Regions from separate parts of the Mus musculus genome. Here regions 2 and 3 are each linked to region 1. A link is a contact called in public HiChIP or PLAC-seq data. All regions are on one chromosome and are shown on one strand. Each heading gives the region's core, a stretch centred on a gene start, on an enhancer-like site or on the middle of the called end of the contact. The rest is flanking DNA. Distances are from core to core; before and after follow the strand shown. Region 1 holds the start of Swap70 (SWA-70 protein). Region 2 has its middle 16 kb from the start of Gm21123. Region 3 has its middle 20 kb from the start of Gm21123.

The links. HiChIP or PLAC-seq counts read pairs in DNA pulled down with a chosen protein or histone mark.
Region 2: a FOXA1 HiChIP or PLAC-seq map of pancreatic cancer cells shows a contact between it and region 1. The contact joins the enhancer-like site here to the promoter of Swap70 in region 1. A contact is called at or near these places in 1 of 484 Hi-C or Micro-C datasets (uterus), 4 of 115 datasets of contacts at active chromatin or transcription factors (embryonic forebrain, large pre-B cells, neural tube and 1 more) and 1 of 9 other capture datasets (adipose tissue).
Region 3: an H3K4me3 HiChIP or PLAC-seq map of bone marrow-derived macrophages shows a contact between it and region 1, with 2.8 times the contacts expected there. The contact joins the enhancer-like site here to the promoter of Swap70 in region 1. A contact is called at or near these places in 1 of 15 datasets of contacts at CTCF or cohesin (the NIH/3T3 cell line), 7 of 115 datasets of contacts at active chromatin or transcription factors (the SCID.adh cell line, bone marrow-derived macrophages, embryonic hindbrain and 4 more) and 3 of 9 other capture datasets (adipose tissue, embryonic stem cells and liver).

What each region holds. Positions count from the first base shown.
Region 1 is chr7:110,219,396-110,223,307 of GRCm38.p6, reverse strand. Swap70 (SWA-70 protein) reads right to left here and starts at 1,605. Exons shown (of 12, transcript NM_009302.3): 1 at 1,399-1,605. The coding sequence starts at 1,497.
Region 2 is chr7:110,713,690-110,717,601 of GRCm38.p6, reverse strand. No RefSeq gene overlaps it. Among named protein-coding and RNA genes, the nearest start is that of Gm21123, 16 kb to the right of the region's middle. Within about 2 kb of position 1,926, at least 108 of the 459 cell types and tissues checked have an H3K27ac peak or open chromatin away from gene starts, as enhancers often do. A contact at or near this core is called in adipose tissue, pancreatic cancer cells and uterus, where this site is marked.
Region 3 is chr7:110,678,251-110,682,162 of GRCm38.p6, reverse strand. No RefSeq gene overlaps it. Among named protein-coding and RNA genes, the nearest start is that of Gm21123, 20 kb to the left of the region's middle. Within about 2 kb of position 2,137, at least 5 of the 459 cell types and tissues checked have an H3K27ac peak or open chromatin away from gene starts, as enhancers often do. A contact at or near this core is called in bone marrow-derived macrophages, where this site is marked.

The sequences.
Region 1 (3,912 bases), core at 356-2,855:
GGCTACACACTATCTAAAAATTATAATAGGTAAAAGTAAAAACAAAGTCCTACAGCTCTATTCAGAATCACGAATAAACTAGAAATAACAAATCTTCAAGAGTGAATGGATAACTATGGCACACCTATAAGATGTACTAGCCTAGCAATAACAATACACATACTATAGGTTAACTTCTAAGGCATTCATCTGAGTAAAGGAAGCTGGTTTCAGAAGATCCAATTCATATCACACTTGAAAAAGGAAGACTAGAACAGATCCGTGGTTACCACCTGTTGGAGATGGGGCAGTATGACAAAGCTTTGTGGGACAGAACTGATGAAATCCTAGTTAGTTAGTGATAGTTACTTCCTACGTGTGCTAAAACTCGTTGAACTGTACACCAGAAAAACCTATTATTAACTTTTTTAAATATTATTTTTAAATTATGAGCGTGCATGTGAAAATGTGTGTGCTGCTGCCCACAGACGCGAGAGGCAGCCCCTGGAGCTGGAATTATAGGCTACCCCTATAGCTATGTGAGTTATCCCACGTGGGTGCTGGGAACAGAATTCTGGACCTCTGGAAGAGCAGTCGCCCCTAACCACGGAGCATCCATCTCTCCAAGACCCCGTATATTACTTTTTTTAAAGTAAAAGTATGTGACTAATTTCCATCGGTCCTTCCAGACTATGATTTAATGAATAAGATCAAAAGGAAAACAAGTGAGCCCGCCAGATCCTGCTGGCAATAAAAGTCACTACTGAAAAGAACTTCCTCATTTACTACACAAAATATACAAAGCAAACCCAAACTTCGGAAATTTTTTTTCTTAGAAGAGGCTAAGAAAACCCAGTCATTCAGATCCAAAATGTGTATATTTTAAAAATGCCTGTTGAATGGCTCCTCTTGTCTGTTTCTATATTTCAGGCTTTTCAAGACGCTGCCAATTTCTCCTGGCTGGGTGCCACTTTGGGGTTTACTCGACTTACAAGTATCCCTTTATGCGTACCTCATACTCTGGAGTCTTTAGGCAGCCCTGAGGAGGACTCTGCAAAAGCAATGGCCTTTGCAGGGAGCCCGTAAGACCCGGGGCCGCTCCGCACGCGCTCTCACTGGCCCCAAGGTCTGCGGACGCCGGGGCGGGGAGGCTCTGCTCAGCGTCCCGGAGGCGAGCCTGAGGCTCCCGGGCCCCCATACAGCCCGTGGCGGGGGGAGACGCTCTGCGGGTCCCGCGGCGCCTCTCGGAGCGCACCTCGGCCGTCGCGGGAGCCGCAGGAGCGCGTCCACCCCCGCGCACCGCCCGGAGGCCTGAGGAAGAGTGAGGACCGCCGCCCCGCCACATTCCCAAGCAGCCCTCCCTGCGGACACCGCCGCGGGTCCCGTGCCCTACAGGAAGAGCGCCGGCAGGGGGCTCACCTTGAGTTGCGACTTGGAGACCTTGCCGCTGCGGTCCAGGTCGAGCGCGGTGAAGGCGTGCCAAATGGCTTTGAGCAGTTCGTCTTTCAAGCCCCTCATGGCCGCGGCCGCGCTGCCCTAACAGACCTGGTCAGCCCAGTCGGCAACTCAGCGCCTCTGCCTCCTGCAGGATCCCCACAGAAGACTCGGCCCGCCGCGCGGTCACCTGACCGCTGCAGGCCCCGCCCTCCCAAAGGGCACACCCCTCTGGTCCCGCCCCTCCGTCTTACCAACCAGCCCTGGGATACCCTCTGCCCACTACGGGGACGTAAACAACACGCAAAGTCCTTGTGGTGGGTTTCCACACCAACTCAGGCCATTTTCAAAGCTCGCATGTGCTCCCAAAGGAATGCCCACCAGCCCGAGGAACACTCAAGACTGGAGTGATCAGCCACTGAGGCTTTTGCAGGAGTCTCACAGTTATTAAAGGAGTCTTGGTTCAGTCCTGGGATGGAGTCACGGTCTTAAGAGGCCAGACAAGACCCCGAAAAATGTCCAGGCAGAGCCTGGAATGCTCAGTCCCAAATCAGGAAGGATAAAGAAGGAGACAGAAACAAAAATAGAAATCTAAGAAAGTTGCTTCATGCACTTTGCAAATATGCATTGATGGCCCTCTGTAGTGGCCTCTAGGGGCAGAGCAACAAGTTTTAAGAAGAGTTAAGAAGTCAATGATAGGCTTATAAAGGCTCATAGATAAAGGCTCTTGATGCCAAACCTAACGATTTTGAGTTCTCTCTCCTAAACCCACATAGGGGAATGAGAATCGCAAGTCGTCTCCTGACTTCCACCGCATGCCCACACACCTACAATAAATAAATAAATAAATAAATAAATGAGTAAAATAGAAGTTAATAAGCCCAGCAACATTTTCTTTCTAACCTCTGCCGCTTAGGATCAGTTCACATCCTAGGAAGAGCTTCACGGAGGTAAAGTTGCTGTCGCTGGTGGATTGTGCTCCCATTATTGGAAATCATGCAAATCACTCCATCTATTTTAATAATGAGAATGGTTGACCACTTAAAAGAATCCATCCAGACCTAGAGAAGTGCCCAGATGGCATCTCTTACACTTGAACTCTTCTGACTTCAAATTCTCCACAAATAGAAAGAGCATAGATACCAGATGGTCCAGAAGGCTCTTTCCCACTGCCTGGGGTAGTGACTGTGACTGGGTAACTTGAATCTCATCACAATAGCACAATCCTTAGACACTATGGAAAGGATAACTATCAAAAGTCAAAAGCAGGGGATTCCCAGATCAAAGTGTAGTTTATTTTTCCTCTTTAAAGTTCCTTTGGGCCTATGGTGTAGCTCAGTTGGTAGAGCTCTTATCTAACATGTACAAAGCCCTGAATTTATCCTTAGCACTACACGGTGCTAGACCAGGCATGGTGGTGCATGTCTGTAATCCCAGCGCTTGGAATTCAGAAGTCCAATGACATCCTTAGCTACATATGGAGGTTGAAGCTAGCCAGGACTAAATGAAACCCTGCCTGTAAATTAATAAACTTCTTGATGTCCACATATGTCTTATTTTAAAGGGGACAGGAGAGATAAACTAATTTGGAAAGAGTCAAAAAAAAAGAAAAAAAAAGAATAAGCTGCATCAATGAGTTTAAGGGCAGAGGGAATATTGTGATCATAAAAAGAGAAAGAGCTATAAGAATATGTTCTATCTGGGTGTGGGGGAAGGGGGTACCTCTGCGGGCCCATGCCAAGGCATCCCTTCCCCCTGAGAGACCAGCCACACAGCATGGTATAGTATAGAATAGAGTTTATTCAGGGCATGGGGAGGGGAGTTAAGAGAGTTGTAGAGGCAGAGAAAGGCAGAGAGAAGGAGAAAGTAGAGAAATGGAGGCCAGCCATGACCACGTGGAGAGAGGGGGGGAATGGAATGGAGCGAGGGGGAGCAAGGGGGCAAGAGGCAAGAGAGAGGCAAGAGCATATGAGAGCAAGAGAGGGAGGAGGGGCCAAGCGGCCCCTTTTATAGTGGGCCATGCCTACCTGGCTGTTGCCAGGTAACTATGGAAGAAGTATACCTGGCTGTATGGGGGTAGAGTCCAGACAGAATACCAACAGGGAATCACATAGAGCAGAAGGTGGGAACAAAACAAAGGGATCATGATGTCACCTCTTCCTCACTTTAACAGCCTTGAGGGTGCCACGCTATTTCATTACCACTGGTCAGGATTACTCTGCCCTCCCAAAATGTGGTTTCTATTGTTTCTCTTCTTTAGCTCCAGCCCAAGTCTTCAGTCAGCAAAAAACATGGTTTAACCTCTAATTTATTTATGCCAACTCAGCTTGCCCTAAATAGTGGCAAAACCAAACAAACAAGCAAAAACAAAAACAAAAAAAAAAAGAAAAAAACTAAACCAGGCATGGCAATATGCAGCTGTACTCGGTAAGGAGGCGTAGGGGATGGCTACGTGTTTGAGGCCACTCTGGTCTGCACAGTGCATTCCAGGACTACAGA
Region 2 (3,912 bases), core at 677-3,176, 490 kb before region 1:
ACACCACACACACACACACACACACACACACACACACACACACAGGTTCTACCCCTCTGGATAACCTGAGTAATAATAATACACTCTTTTCTTCTACTTCATCCATAAACAAGGGTGCAACCTTAGCGTCCCTCAGTGGCATGGAGGACTTCGAGGACATCAAGGGCCCTGGGTACCAGGCTGAGCATCTGCTCCTTGCAACCCTTCCAGGAAGAGCCTGACTCATATCCAGTGCTGAGTCTCTTGCAGCCATCGGAGAATGCTACTAGAAAATGGATTTAATTAAAAAAAAAAAACAAAGTTGACACTAAGGTCAAGCATCCACATCAAAGATTACATATCAGAACGAGACAGTCACCAAGACCTCGATTTCCATTGCACAGTGACTCACTTGCTTATTCAACAAATCTTTACCGAATGTGTGTATAGGCCAAGTTTTCTTCTAGGTGCTGAGAATGCAGCAACAAAGGAGACAACCACACTCAAGCAGGAGAGACAGGGAACGTGCAGACTGAGATCTAATACCTTCTGTGTTGAGAAAAGGCTCTGGAAAGAAACTGAGCCCAGGAGGAGAGTGGACCAAGAGAGGCAGGTGAAGAAGGTCTAGCTGCTGTAAGATGTACAGAGGCTACAGTTCAAGTGACATTTGAAAGGAGGTCAGAGGTAGGCCAGGAAGCTCTAAGAGGAAAGCAGCTTCAGAGAGCAGCCAGCGACGGTAGAGCTCCCAAGGAGGCAACGGGGTGAGCGGCTTGAGCCAGCAGAGCCAGGACGGATCTAGGAGGGAGAGCAGAGAAGCAGCAGAGGCAGGCCAAGCATGGACTGAAGAACAGACAGTCACTAAATGTAGGTCCAAGAGAGGTGTCCTAACTGTAAAACTCCCAAGAGGAGGCAGTTCAGAGTGTGAGGACCTGGGTTTGAGATCCATCAACAAGAGACAGCTCACAAGAAAGAGAAGAAAGGGAAGGGGTAGGGTTCCCTAGATAGTGATTCAGGGCCCACCATTCCTGAGCTGCAATATACCCAGAGAAACCCATGGATAAACTTCCTGCCTCTTTTGTTTTGTCTCATCCCTAGAGGTAGGACTGGCTTTAACCCCAAGGTGAAGTAGTTGAGGATGGGAGGAAGGCCAATGAGGGAGAAGGCCACCAAGATCCATCTCTGCAAGTTGATGCTGGTATTACTTTTGGCTTTATTTGTTTGTTTGATTGATTGGTTGATTGGTTGGTACTTTTTTGGTTTTTAAGACAGTTTCACTTTGTAGCCCAGGCTACCCTTGAACTTATTATATAGCCCAGGCTTGCACCCAAACTCTTAGTGACCCTCCTGTCTCCACATCTTACCATCTTTCTATCCCTCCAACAACATTCTATAGTTATTGCCAACACTTGTCCCTTATCCACCACTGATTCCATATGGTGGGGAGAAGAGAGAGAGAGACCCTGTTCAAGTGTCAGGATCACCCACAATCGGAAGGTGGAGCCTTCCTCCCTGAAAAAGTTGCTTGGCGATCCCTGTTTAGTAAACAAAGACAAGTAACTAGTCATAAAGGGCTCTGCCCCATCCCAGTGTGTCCTCTAAAGCCCAGGATAGGGGCAGCAAGAACCCAGGTCCCTTGTGCTAAGCCCCGAAGCAAATTCAAAGCCCTCAGCAAGAAATTGTTCCTGAGCTGGAAGCCAGAGCGGCACGCTGTGTTCTCCTACCCCTCAAAGAGACGTGCCGCTTCCTTTTCCAATGTCCCCTTTCTGTCTGGAACATGGGGAGGACTATGAGTGCCACACACACACACACACACACACAACTAGAGCTGGTGACTCAGAGGCCACCTGCATCTATTTTCTAGCTCTGCCTGTGGCACATCCTCTGTTCCTGCTTCCAAGCCGCCAGTGAGCAGTGCCCTCTGCCTGGGCTACATCTGAACACTGAAGCATTCTTTCAGGATTTGTCACTTTCTGAGAGGGCTTACATAAAGAGGAACTGTTTCCAGGACTGAGCAAGGACTCACCAATGGAATTTAGAACAATCCTCGGAAAAGCTAGTCCCCTAGAGAAGGGAAAATTCCCTGCCCTAGCAGACTCATCACTTGCGAGCAGCCCTGAGCCTGCAGGGACCCTCCAAGGAGAAGAACAGTAGAGAACCCAACCCCTGAGCCCTGTGCTCTGGAAGTTTTACAGAGCCTGGATGCTAGGGCTGTTTATGGGGATGGAATGAGAAAGCTCTCACTACCCTGCCTCTTCTCGATAAGCACACATCCCAGCCTGCAGCTCTTTGATACCAACTTCATGTTCCCCCACACTGCTCCCATCTGCTGGAGATGCTCAGATGCTTCTCAAATCTCTCAAAGACAGCAGCCAAAGCTGATCTCTGAACACTTGGCTCCACTCTGCAAAGATACCCTGTTTGCTATCTCTATCTAATGACCTCAGGTTTGGGCAACCTGGGAGTCGGGCATGAAGGCCCCTTGCCCTGGACTGCCAGCTCTACGCTCAGAAGTGTCTCCCGTGAGATGAGATCAAGCCACCATCACTTCCCCATAGACTTTGGAGTAAGGACCTTTAGTGGAAGCTTCCTGACCGGTACTCACCTTCCCTTAGATTTTGCCTCAGCTGTGTCTCCTGCATTCAACCTTCACCACACTTCATTCGACTCTCTGCCGTGCTATTCTTCAACCGGTCTTTCTATAACATATTTTCTTTACTCCCTCGGAGCCTTAGATTCTTTAAAGAGAGAGTTTCACTATGTAGCTCAGGTTGGTCACAAATACAATGCAGGCAAGGATGACTTTGAACTCCTGAGCCCCTAGCTTCAACCATCTAAGCACTGGGATTTTAGGTGTGGCCTTAACATTTTTTTCCCTTCTTTGTGATTGTGTGTATGTTGTTGATTCTCTAGTACAGTTTTCAGATCTCAGGGTCTCCTCCCAGAGAGCTTATGCTGACACCCTCTTGCTCCCTTTTGGTCTTCCCTTTATTTCCTACATAGCATTTAGCCAACACAAGGCATATTTTAACAATAATTATATGCTTGCCTGTTTCTTGTCAGTCTTCCCTGCTATTGCTTCTCATGAGCATAGATTGGAAATAGGCACTTCAGAGAGCCCTGGGAATCAGAACCCTGGAGTTCAGGGGAGAGAACAATATTCCTTGAGGGAAGAGAGCATTTCTCACACCATGTTCCTACTGTCTATCTCAGATCCTGGCAGAGAATTTTCCTGGATGGATGGATGGATAGATGGATGGATGGATGGATGGATGGATGGATGGACAGAGGGTATATGGATGGACAAATGGATGGATGGACTGATGGGTGGATGGACTGATGGGTGGATGGATGGATGGATGGATGGATGGATGGATGCTGGCTGCCTAGATGGATAGATGGATAGATGATGATGTATAGGTAATGCATGGATGATGGGTGAATTGATAAATGATGGTTGGATGGGATAACTTTAGTTTTGAGCAAAAAGTAATGGAAACCATGCCTAAGAAATGGGGAGTCGTGAGAATAGACTCTGTACCTACAGGAACCTTGGAGACCCATTTTAGAAATGTGGACAATGTCATTTCAGCCCCTGGATGAGAAAACTCACCCATGAGTGCACTCAGGAAATACCTTCCTGAATGATGAGATGGAAAATGAAAACCAAATGGCTGAGGAATGTGGCCTACTTCCCTCACTCTTCACTGAGGGCAGAGCTGCTTGGGCTCGGCTGGATCATGGACTGATGAGCTGATGAAGGAAGGATGACCCACAATACTCTGGGACGTGTTTACATGACAGGACTTGGTTTTGCAATATCAGCATACTTCCCTAGAACATCAGGGATAAATTCCAGAGGAGACGACTTGCTATATCCTATCAATCCCCAGTGACTCATACAACCAACCAAAGGAACACAAATGAAAGAGGCAG
Region 3 (3,912 bases), core at 888-3,387, 460 kb before region 1:
TGTCTGTGTCTGTCTGTCTCTCTCTCTCTGCTACTGCTCCAGAGCATTGCTCTCTGCCATGAAGATAGACTAAGCCTCTGAAACTGTAAGCAAGTCCCCAGTTAAATGCTTTCTATTTATTTGGTTTTTTGTTTGTTTGTTTTTTACTAGAAATATACAATTATTTAAGTATATCAAATATTTAACATTTTATTTTTATTTTTATTAGGTATTTTCTTTATTTACATTTCAAATGTTATCCCCTTCCCTAGTTTCCCCTCCAAAAATCCCCTATCCTCTCCCTCCTACCCTTTTTCCCCAACCCACCCACTCCTGCTTCCTGGCCCTGGCATTCCCCTATACTGGGGCATAGAACCTTCACAGGGCTAAGGGCCTCTGCTCCCATTGATGACCAACTAGGCCATCCTCAGCTACATATGCAGCTAGAGCCACGAGTCCCATCATGTGTTTTCTTTGATTGGTGGTTTAGTCCAAGGGAGCTCTGGGAGTGCTTGTTAGTTCATATTGTTGTTCCTCCTAGGGGGCTGCAAACCCCTTCAGCTTTCTCTTTTTTGAGTAACATTGGTCTTGGTGTCTTTTCACAGCAATGGAAAAATGATAAAGACATGCAGCAATAAACATGGATATGCAAGTATTCAAGGATGGCCTTGAACGTCTGATCTTTCTGCCACCACCTCCTGGGTGCTGGGATTCCAGCCAGGTTTCTGTGATGCTGGGGATTGAACCTGGGGCCCCATGCATGCTAAGCAATCACTCTTCCAACTGAGCTACTACTGTCTCACCTTCATCCTTAAAGAATATTCTTTCTGGGTAGACAATTCTAAGTTGGCAGGTTTTCCTGTTAGCCCTTTAAAGATGTTTAAAAAACAAACAAAGAAAACAAAGACTTGTTCTATGGTCCCTCTTATCTTTGTCCCCTGTACATAATGTATCTTTTGTTTGGCTGAGTTTCAATTTTTTTTCCTGTATCTTTGAGTTCTAGTAGTTTAGTTGTGCTGTTCCTTGGAACGGTTTACTTTATGTCCTTTTTTTATCTTACTTGGGGGTTGTTGAACTCTCTGAGTCTGTGGAATTGTATTTTAATCAGATGTAGAAAATTCTCTACAATGATTTCTTCTGTACCCTCCTTTGGGATTCCAATTATACATACTTTATGCCCTTGTTAATGCCCTATATGTGACAGAGGTGGTGGACAATCTTTCCTGTTTTTTTGTTTTTTGTTTTTGTTTTTGTTTTTTCCTCTGTAGTTCAATTTGAATGGCTTCTACTGCTTTATTTTCAAGTTCTACAGTGTCTGGTCTGTTAGTGATGCCCATCCAGAGAATTTGCTCTCTTCCATATTCTTCATGACCTGTTATCTTGGTATTTCCATGGCTCTATTTCTATGTTTCTCAGCCCCTTCCTTGTTAAGTTCATTATCATTTAAATCCTCAGGTATTCCTTCCTGATAGTCACATTGTATTTTTAATATCTATGTCTGTTTCTATTAGTAGGTTTTTTTTTCTCTGATTATGAATTACACTCTTACTTCTTCTTGTGAGTAGTAATTTTTTCCTTTTATTGAAACTGCTTTTTTGTCTCACATACTATATCCTGATTGTGGTTTTCCCTTCCTCTACTCCTCTCAGTTCTTCCCTGCCTCCCCTCCTGTTCAGATCCACTTTCTTTCTGCCTCTCCTTAGCAAACAAACAGGCTTCTATAGGATAACCATAAAATAGAATAATAAGATAAAACAAAAACTAGCACTTGAAAATTGAACAGGACAAACAAGCAAAATGAAAAGAGCCCAAGAGAAGACACAAAAAGCAGAGACCCACTTGTTCATACACTCTGGAATCCCATAAAGGCACAAAAACTGGAAGCCAGAATGCTGTAGACCTGTACAGGCCCTTGTGCATGCTGCTTCAGTCTCTGTGAGTTCATATGAGTTTTGATCCTATTGATTTAGAGGACCTTGTTTCCTTGATCTCCTCCATGCCCCAGAATCTTATACTCTTTCTGCCTCCACTTCTCAAGGGTTCCCTGAGCCCTCAGGAGAGGGATTTGATGGAAACATCCCATTTATGGATGAGCATTTAAGATCTCTCACTCTCTGCACACTGTCTGTCTGGGTCTCTGCGTTTGTTCCCATCTGCTGCAAGAGGAAGCTTCTGCATGCTTTGCATGACTAAGCAAGCTGTGAGTGTAACAGAATGTCATAAGGAGGTTTTTTTTTGTTTGTTTGTTTGTTTTTTTTTTTTTTTGTTTTTTTTTTTTTTTTGTTTTTTTGTAAAGCAGTACTATTTGGTTTTACCTTCCATCCCTGGGCTATCTCAGGTTCTTGGTTACCCAAGCAGTGTTGGGTATGGGTTGCATCTCCTAGAGTGGACCTTAATTAAGCCAAATCAGTTATTGGTTGGTTGTTCCCACAAGCTTTGTGCCACTGTTGCCCTAGCATATCTTGAAGGCAGAACACCATTATAGAGCAAAGGGTTTGTGGTTGGGTTGAGGGTCATGTTTCTCTTTCAGTAGCGTGCAAAGTGCCTTTCTATACCAAGGATGTTTTTTGAGTGTAGGGATGAAGACTCTATGTAGACACCAACTGAACCTCTCCATGTTCAGTGAGTTGTGTACCTGTTGTCTTTAGCTGTCAGTTTGTGGAGAGCAACCTATAGTCTTGGCAATAGCCTGGGTTCTAAGATCTGGGAGATTCCCACTGAACCTCATATACTAAGAACTCGATTATATGTAACCCAGTCCTGGTACAGGAAGCTTCATTTGGTGATGAGAAATGTCCCGATGGAGCTCTGTCTCTCCCATTATTTGGTAATTTCATTCAGATCCCCTACATATATGCATATATTTTAGAAAGCTTTGAACAGTAATTCTTTTAGTGCTGGGCCTTGTGAAGATTATGTTGTCACATAGTTCTGTTGCTTTCCAATGTCAACAGCTTCAGATCTACAACAGAAAAGGGACATTGGCAAGGGAACTAGTGAAATTAAATAGATTCTGTAGTTTAATGATAGCATTGCAATGTTGATTTCTTTTTTTTTTTTTTTTGGAGATTTGGATTTGTGCATTTTGTTATGCAATATGCCTCCAAATAGCTTTAAAAATATTGTCTTGAATTGTAAATGTTTTTTCGAGTGTTTTAAAATCTTTATATTAACCACAAGATTCTCATAAATACAATTTCACAAAATATTTTTTAAAAGCTCTACGAATGTACTTGGTGAGTGGCTGCAGGAGCCAAGACACAGGCAGGACTGTGGCAGGAGAGCCCAGGCTGGTGCTGGGCTGGGGTGCAGGCCTTCAGTGTCTGGACAGCAGCATCCTCTCCGAGCACTTCTGCCCTACGAGGTTTGCTGTACACACTGTGCCATATACCCCGGCACAGTGGCCTCCTCACTTGGGTCTTCTTGGTGGTTCTTATGAACATCATAAGGCATGGTGAATGGTCTGTGAAGCAGTGTTGGCTTCTTAATCTGGAGAGGTGCATCATGGTTATGTTTACCATGGATACGCCAGGTAAAGGCTATATAGGAATTCTGTGTACTATCTGCAATTTTTCAATAAATCTAAAATTATTTCTGCAAAAAGCTTATGTTATGATTTGTAGGGAAATGGTATATGTGGCTCTGTGTGTGCTCCCCAATGTGTGCACATGTGGGGGCCAGGTGGTGACATCGCATGTCTGTCTTTATTGCTCTCTCAATTGTTGTTGTTTGGGCTGTTTTTTTTTACAACAGGGTCTTACTGTCCCTTGCTGTCCCAGAAATCACTCTGAAGACCAGGCTGACCTCAAACTCAGAGAAATCTGATGGCCTCTGCCTCCCAGGTGCTGGGATTAAAGGCGTGCGCCACCATTACCTGGCTGTTGTTTTTAAACAAGGTCTCTAACTGAACCTTACTCTCAATGCTTCCGCTAG